Linked DNA regions of Mus musculus: region 2 is linked to region 1. A link is a contact called in public promoter capture Hi-C data. All regions are on one chromosome and are shown on one strand. The core of a region is the stretch at or near the end of the contact, and the rest is flanking DNA. Distances in the headings are between cores, read along the strand shown.

Evidence for each region. Promoter capture Hi-C pulls out the DNA fragments that hold promoters and counts their contacts.
Region 2: a promoter capture Hi-C map of neural stem cells shows a contact between it and region 1. The contact joins the enhancer-like site here to the promoter of Fbxw8 in region 1. A contact is called at or near these places in 4 of 39 promoter capture datasets (cranial neural crest, hippocampal neurons, liver and 1 more) and 2 of 9 other capture datasets (adipose tissue and liver).

What each region holds. Positions count from the first base shown.
Region 1 is chr5:118,153,966-118,156,879 of GRCm38.p6, forward strand. It overlaps Fbxw8 (F-box and WD-40 domain protein 8), which reads right to left and starts at 1,493. Exons shown (of 11, transcript NM_172721.2): 1 at 1,099-1,493. The coding sequence starts at 1,416.
Region 2 is chr5:118,665,308-118,668,221 of GRCm38.p6, forward strand. The region is part of intron 2 of Med13l (mediator complex subunit 13-like); the gene reads left to right. Among named protein-coding and RNA genes, the nearest start is that of Med13l, 110 kb to the left of the region's middle. Within about 2 kb of position 1,399, at least 53 of the 459 cell types and tissues checked have an H3K27ac peak or open chromatin away from gene starts, as enhancers often do. A contact at or near this core is called in neural stem cells, where this site is marked.

The DNA.
Region 1 (2,914 bases), core at 243-2,742:
AGGAAATAGTTAAATAGTTATCTACCTCATATATGGCCATCTTAGAATCAAGGCAGAGCACCTGACACTTGTTTAAAAGAAAGATGGCCTTAAAACTCAAAATAGAAGCTACTGGTGTCATTTAAATAAAACTTTCCATTGCATAAAATTAACCATTTTTTAAAAATTACGTGTCTGCAGGGAGAGTAATTGTGTGTGCAAGTGCCCATGGAAGCCAGACCCATTAAATATCCTAAACTACAGTTACAAGAGGTCGTAAGCCACCTGGCACGGGTACTAGAAACCCAACTCCTGAAAAGCCTGTTGCGCTCTTAGCTACTGAGCCATCTCTCCAGCCCTTTCCCATCATTTCTCTAAACAACTTTCACTTACAGACAAGTATCCCCCCCACTGGGCTGTAGAAATTTTCTTTGAACCTGGTTTGAGTGAAACCATTAAAGCCTTCTCTTCTGACCTAACTCTTAACCTGGGAGCCATGGATCTTGTCAGGAGGGGTCTTGATTTGATTCTCCCGACTTGGTCAATGAGGCCGGAGAAAGAGGTTCCTGATTCTCCGAGGGACACATGCCCTCCAAAGGCTAAGAGCCTCCTAAAAATACTGACCAAAGGTTTCTTCTTCGCCGTAGTCCTTTCGTTTCTTCTGATTTATGGTTTATTTTTTTAATTTAGATAACACGTTACGTTAGGAAAATAAAAAAATACAGAGAAAAAAAAAAGAACATTAATTCCGTCCTCTGCTTTTTCTTGACCTTCCTCTCCGAAGTCAACCTTTCTTCCATGGTTTGGGACGTTTCTAGAATAGTATTTCTCCAACTCACACGTAGTCCTTTATGGGCGGATTCTTTTTAGCCGGGGGGGGGGGGGGGGGAAGGGTGTCCTGGATGTTTGCGAACATTCCTCAACCTTCTTACAAACCCAAGAATGCGCACACACCTACTGTCAACACCTCAAGATGTTTACAGGCAAAGCTGCTGAAGGAGAACCACTCGTTCCAGGGACATCTGGGTGTTCAGGGTTCCCGCTGTGCCCGCGTCCGCGACTTTCCCCACCATAGATGGTGGGCCCACAGGGAGAGACATCTTGTCCCCGGCCACTCACCAAGTCGCGGATGAGCTGATCCACCAGCGGCTCGGGCTCCGTGGCGTCGCGGTCTGGGGGTGAGCGCGATCGGCTGGACGTATCCTTCCTGTCGCCTCCCCGGCCAGGCCTGGGCGCCGGGGGTCGGCCCGCGCCCTCCAGCAGCCCCTGCGCCAGCCCCAGGTAGCCCGAGGCCGGCTCGCCTCGCGCTCCCGCCTCGGGCCTTCGCGGCGACCGCCGCTCCCCAGCCTCGAGCCGCCGCCGTCGCCTCAGCGCCTGTGACTGCGCCAACTCCTCCTGCCAGTGCCGGCGGAACTCCTCCAGGTTGTGGTCGTCCATGCTTGACGCGCCCAGGCCGACGCGGCACCCAGGGGCTGCCAGAATGGGGACGGACTGTCCATCCGCCGGAAGTGTCCGTAGTCGGCCTGGAGACTTCCGGGAGCGCGTCTTGTAGGTTCCGGGCAGCCACGCCCCTCTGCTTCGACATCCCTTGTTTTTGGCACCTTTGTACCAAGCAAGCCATGCTTTAAATGGCTGCTATATACATATTGCAAAAGGTCGCGTTTTTTAATGTAGCGGTTTTTATTGCATTTATTTATTTATTTAGTGCGTGCGTGTGTGTGTGTGTGTGTGTGTGTGTAGGTCACAGAACAAATTGGAGGATTCAGTTCTTGCCTTCCACCAAGTGGGTCTCAGGGATCGAACTCTCAAGTCACCAGGCTTCGCAGCAAGCATTCTTTTCTGCGGAGCCAGCCCAACCTGATGTTACCCTTCAGATCTACACACACCACACCCAATTAACCATCTCTGCCTTCTTAAAACTAACATTCCAATAAAACAGAGGTAAAGATTTTTTTGGGGGGGGGGGGGGTTCGAGACAGGGTTTCTCTGTGTAGCCCTGGCTGTCCTGGAACTCACTCTGTAGACCAGGCTGGCCTCGAACTCAGAAATCCGCCCACCTCTGCCTCCCAGTAAAGATCTTTTTAATGTGAATGTCTGAATCCGCAGGAAAGGTTATATAGAAAAATAAGAAATCGGGTCAGATAACAAAGTGATGGACAGAGGGAGGAGCCAATTAGTGGCCACCATGAAGCCAGGCGTGGTGGCGCACGCCTTTAATCCCAGCACTCGGGAGGCAGAGGCAGGTGGATTTCTGAGTTCGAGGCCAGCCTGGTCTATGGAGTGAGTTCCAGGACAGCCAGGGCTACACAGAGAAACGCTGTCTCGAAAAACAAAAACAAAACAAAACAAAACAAAAACAAAAACAAAAACAAAAACAAAAAAAGAGCTGTCATGAAGACCTCTCTGAGGAAATGCCATTTAAGCTACTAGCTGATAAACAGGGGGTGGGGAGGGGGGCGGGGAAACAGCTATGGAAAATCAGCAGAGATTTCCAGGACTACAGGTCCAAAGTCGGTACCGTAGGAAAGGATCTGTGAAGGAATGTTCTGGAAGGAACCCCCACCTCCCGTTGAGTCTTCCACAAGGCTGCTTAGCTCATCAGAACTGCAGCCACTGTGGGAAGGTTGGAATGTTGCAAGTCTAGAGTGTAATAATGGTTTGTCTTGGGCTATCATTAGCGCCCCCTATTAATCATTCTGTTCCTGCCTCTGTGTCAAACCTAGCTCCCCTGTGACTGTCAGTCAAACCTAGCCCCCCTGTGACTGTCAAACCTAGCCCCCTTGTGACTGTCAGGAGAAACCGTTTGCTATATTAGCCTCATCGACTCCTATCTTCCACCAACCCAAAACTTCAGAATGTCACCAGGTAGTACCTACAACAGCGAGTCCCCACCCCTACTTGATATTTCCACCGATGTATTTTAAACTGCTCTTGA
Region 2 (2,914 bases), core at 149-2,648, 510 kb after region 1:
GACCATGAGTTCTCAGTGATGCCTCAGAGAAACGAAGATCAGCAAAGATGTGAGACCCACAGGCGTTGCACAGCTAGCTAGCTACCTACCTGTATAAGTGCGCTAAGCTGCTTTTTCATCACTGTCTATTGAGTCGAGTCCTATTTATCCCTGCCTTGGGTCTTGCCTCAGCATGTGCGTTTGTCTCAGCTGACATCACTCTGCCAATTGGCTGGAGTCTGCAGAAGTGGCAAGAAACTGCAGCACACTACCAGAAGTTTTTTGGTGAGTTTCTCTCTACGGAGTCCTGACAAATGCAGCATTGTAAGGTGGACCAATAGATGTGCGTTGTATTGAACCTAAAGTATTTTGTTCAGATAATAGAAAATAAACTAACTCCATGGAGAAGTTACACATTCCTCTCCTTGAAGGTAAAGAGTAATTTGATTTTGCTAAGAGATTTAGCAGAATTGATTGTAGCCAATTGCAAGTTTGAAAGATTGGAAGCCCAATAGCAGTATTTAGGTTGTTAGAGTACATTTAAACCAAAAATTGTGTGTGTGTGTGTGTGTGTGTGTGTGTACATGTGTACGCATACATATAGTGGCATCGTATTTTCACTGTTCATGTGTGTGAATTCCTTTTCGCTTTGTAGCACATTTGTAATGTAAAGTACAGTAATGCTATGGAAAGCCTAAAAAGTAATTGTTTTTTAAAACGCTAATTATATACAATATTAGCTTCAAACTGTCCCTTCTGCTAATTTGCCTGCACTCACTCCACATCTAGCACCTGGTTTCCTGTTATGTACCAACGTCTGCACAAACTCTGGCTGGCAGGCAGCACACTGCTTGCTCCCACAAAGGGTGCAGCCCCTGGGTGTGGAAGGACTGTCCACTTCTGGAAGTAGCAGGATGGCTGTGCTTGCTCTCAAGGCCTCTGTCCTCACAGCGGGGACCAGTGCTTCTGATTGCACGCTGGGCCAAGTGATGAGTGGATATAATTGTTCTGCAGTCTGGGGTTTCTTCAAAGGAGTATTTTTAAAATCCACATTAGGAAAAAAAGCTTGGAACAATGTTTATGTAAATGAAGACAAACTGTTTGCCAGGTGAGAGAGGTGCAGTAGAAGTGTGGTAAAGGAAGATGGAGGGGACGGAGGGATGCTGCTGTAACCGTCAGCCACAGAGTTTTGGTGAGAGGAGCAGAAAAGCAAGGCCAGTGAGTAGTCCTTAGCTAAAGCACGACCAAAGAGTGTCTGTCCACTGTTTGCCTGAGATGAGAGGAGTGCGCGCCCGCGTGTGTGTGTGGCGTGTGTGTGTGGCGTGTGTGTGTGGCGTGTGTGTGTGTCTGCCTCAGGCGGCTCTCACTGTACCGTGGACCGCCACTGTGCCACCCTTCAGGGAGGCAGGGCACGCAGAGCAGGCGCGGTCTCTGAGCCTTCTGTCTGCTCTTTCTCTTTCCTTCTTCCCTCTCCGTTCTCTCCTCCCTTCCCTCTTCCATGTTATTTTTGCTACATTTGCTGTTTTAACCTGTCATTTACAAACTAATTACTATGTCACCATGGCTGGCGGCTCATATAGGCGAAATCTGTCTCTTAATCAAAGGTGATTACAGTTTTTCCTGTCTGTAAATGTGCTTGTTGAGTAACGAGAGAGCATTATTCTCAGGCTGATGTGCGAACTGAAAGGCAGCAAGCAGCCGCAGCATTGTTATCTCCTCAGGCGTGGCTAATGAATCGTGTTTCAGTGTTCTGGTGGTCATGCCAGACAGTGCACTCCACCAGGGCTAAGCCTCCTGTAAACTGCTCCACAATATTATTGCAGCAAGAACAGCAATGCTGGCTGAGCTGGGGGGGGGGGGGGGTTGCCAAGAAGACAGCTGCGGTTCAGACAGTTACAGAGTAGGGGTCACTCATAGTGATAGCTCTGACAGCCACTGTTTTAGCTTCAGTGTAAAAGACAAGTCAGGACCTATCCTGTCAGCACCGAGCCTGAGTGTGTTTATGTTTCAAAGCAGGTCTCCTCTGAAGAGAAGGAAAGAAATGGTTTTGATTTTTATTGTTTAATTGAGAGCAACATTGAAACCCAGGGGTTAAGTCTTCTTGACTAACACAGCCATCATAGAGGAAAGTTTATCTTAAGCATTGATAGATTGAAGTAAAACTGCCCGAACTGAGTCAGATGTGTGTATCATATACGTGTGTGCTGTATGTGTGTATATCATATATGTGTGCATCCTGTGTACCAACTACATGCATGCTTTTCATTAACATTGAATACTGTACATACCTGTAATTCTGAAATCTGGAAGCTGAAGGATTATCATGAGTTTGAGGCTAGCCTGGGCTATACTGTGATAATCTGTGCAAAAACATCCCACCCCCCCTTTAATGTATATCTCATGCTGATCCCTGGTAATTCCTGAACATGTAGTTGTTTAATAAACATCAGCCTAACTTAGGATGTTTAAGTGGTGTGTGCTCATAAGGGAAGTCTGGAGTCAACCATGAGGTGCAGACTGCCCTCCCGGGAGCCAGAGGTCTCTGCCAGGTGGGGGCTGCCCTTCCAGAGCAGTTTTGCATTAACAGCAAAAGATACAATGGTAATGCTCATTCTATCATGCTTGAAAAGATAGGTGAGTGGGGACGCGCTGCGTTTGGAAGACAGTGTGATTCGACACTTGACGATTTCTCTTGCAGTGTGAGTGATCACAGGGATGTGGGCTGCTTTTTGCACAGCTGTCTTCTGAAGGTCTTGCTCAGTGTATCCAGAAGTCTAATTCTCTGACCTCCTTTAGTTGAAAATTTACTGGCTTTACACAAGTCCTGTGATCCATTGAAATGCTAACGTGGGTCATGTCTCAGCTGCCACATCGCTGAGCAGAAACCTTCATTAAAATTCTGGTTATCCTGCAACTGACAGAGGACCCATGCTGT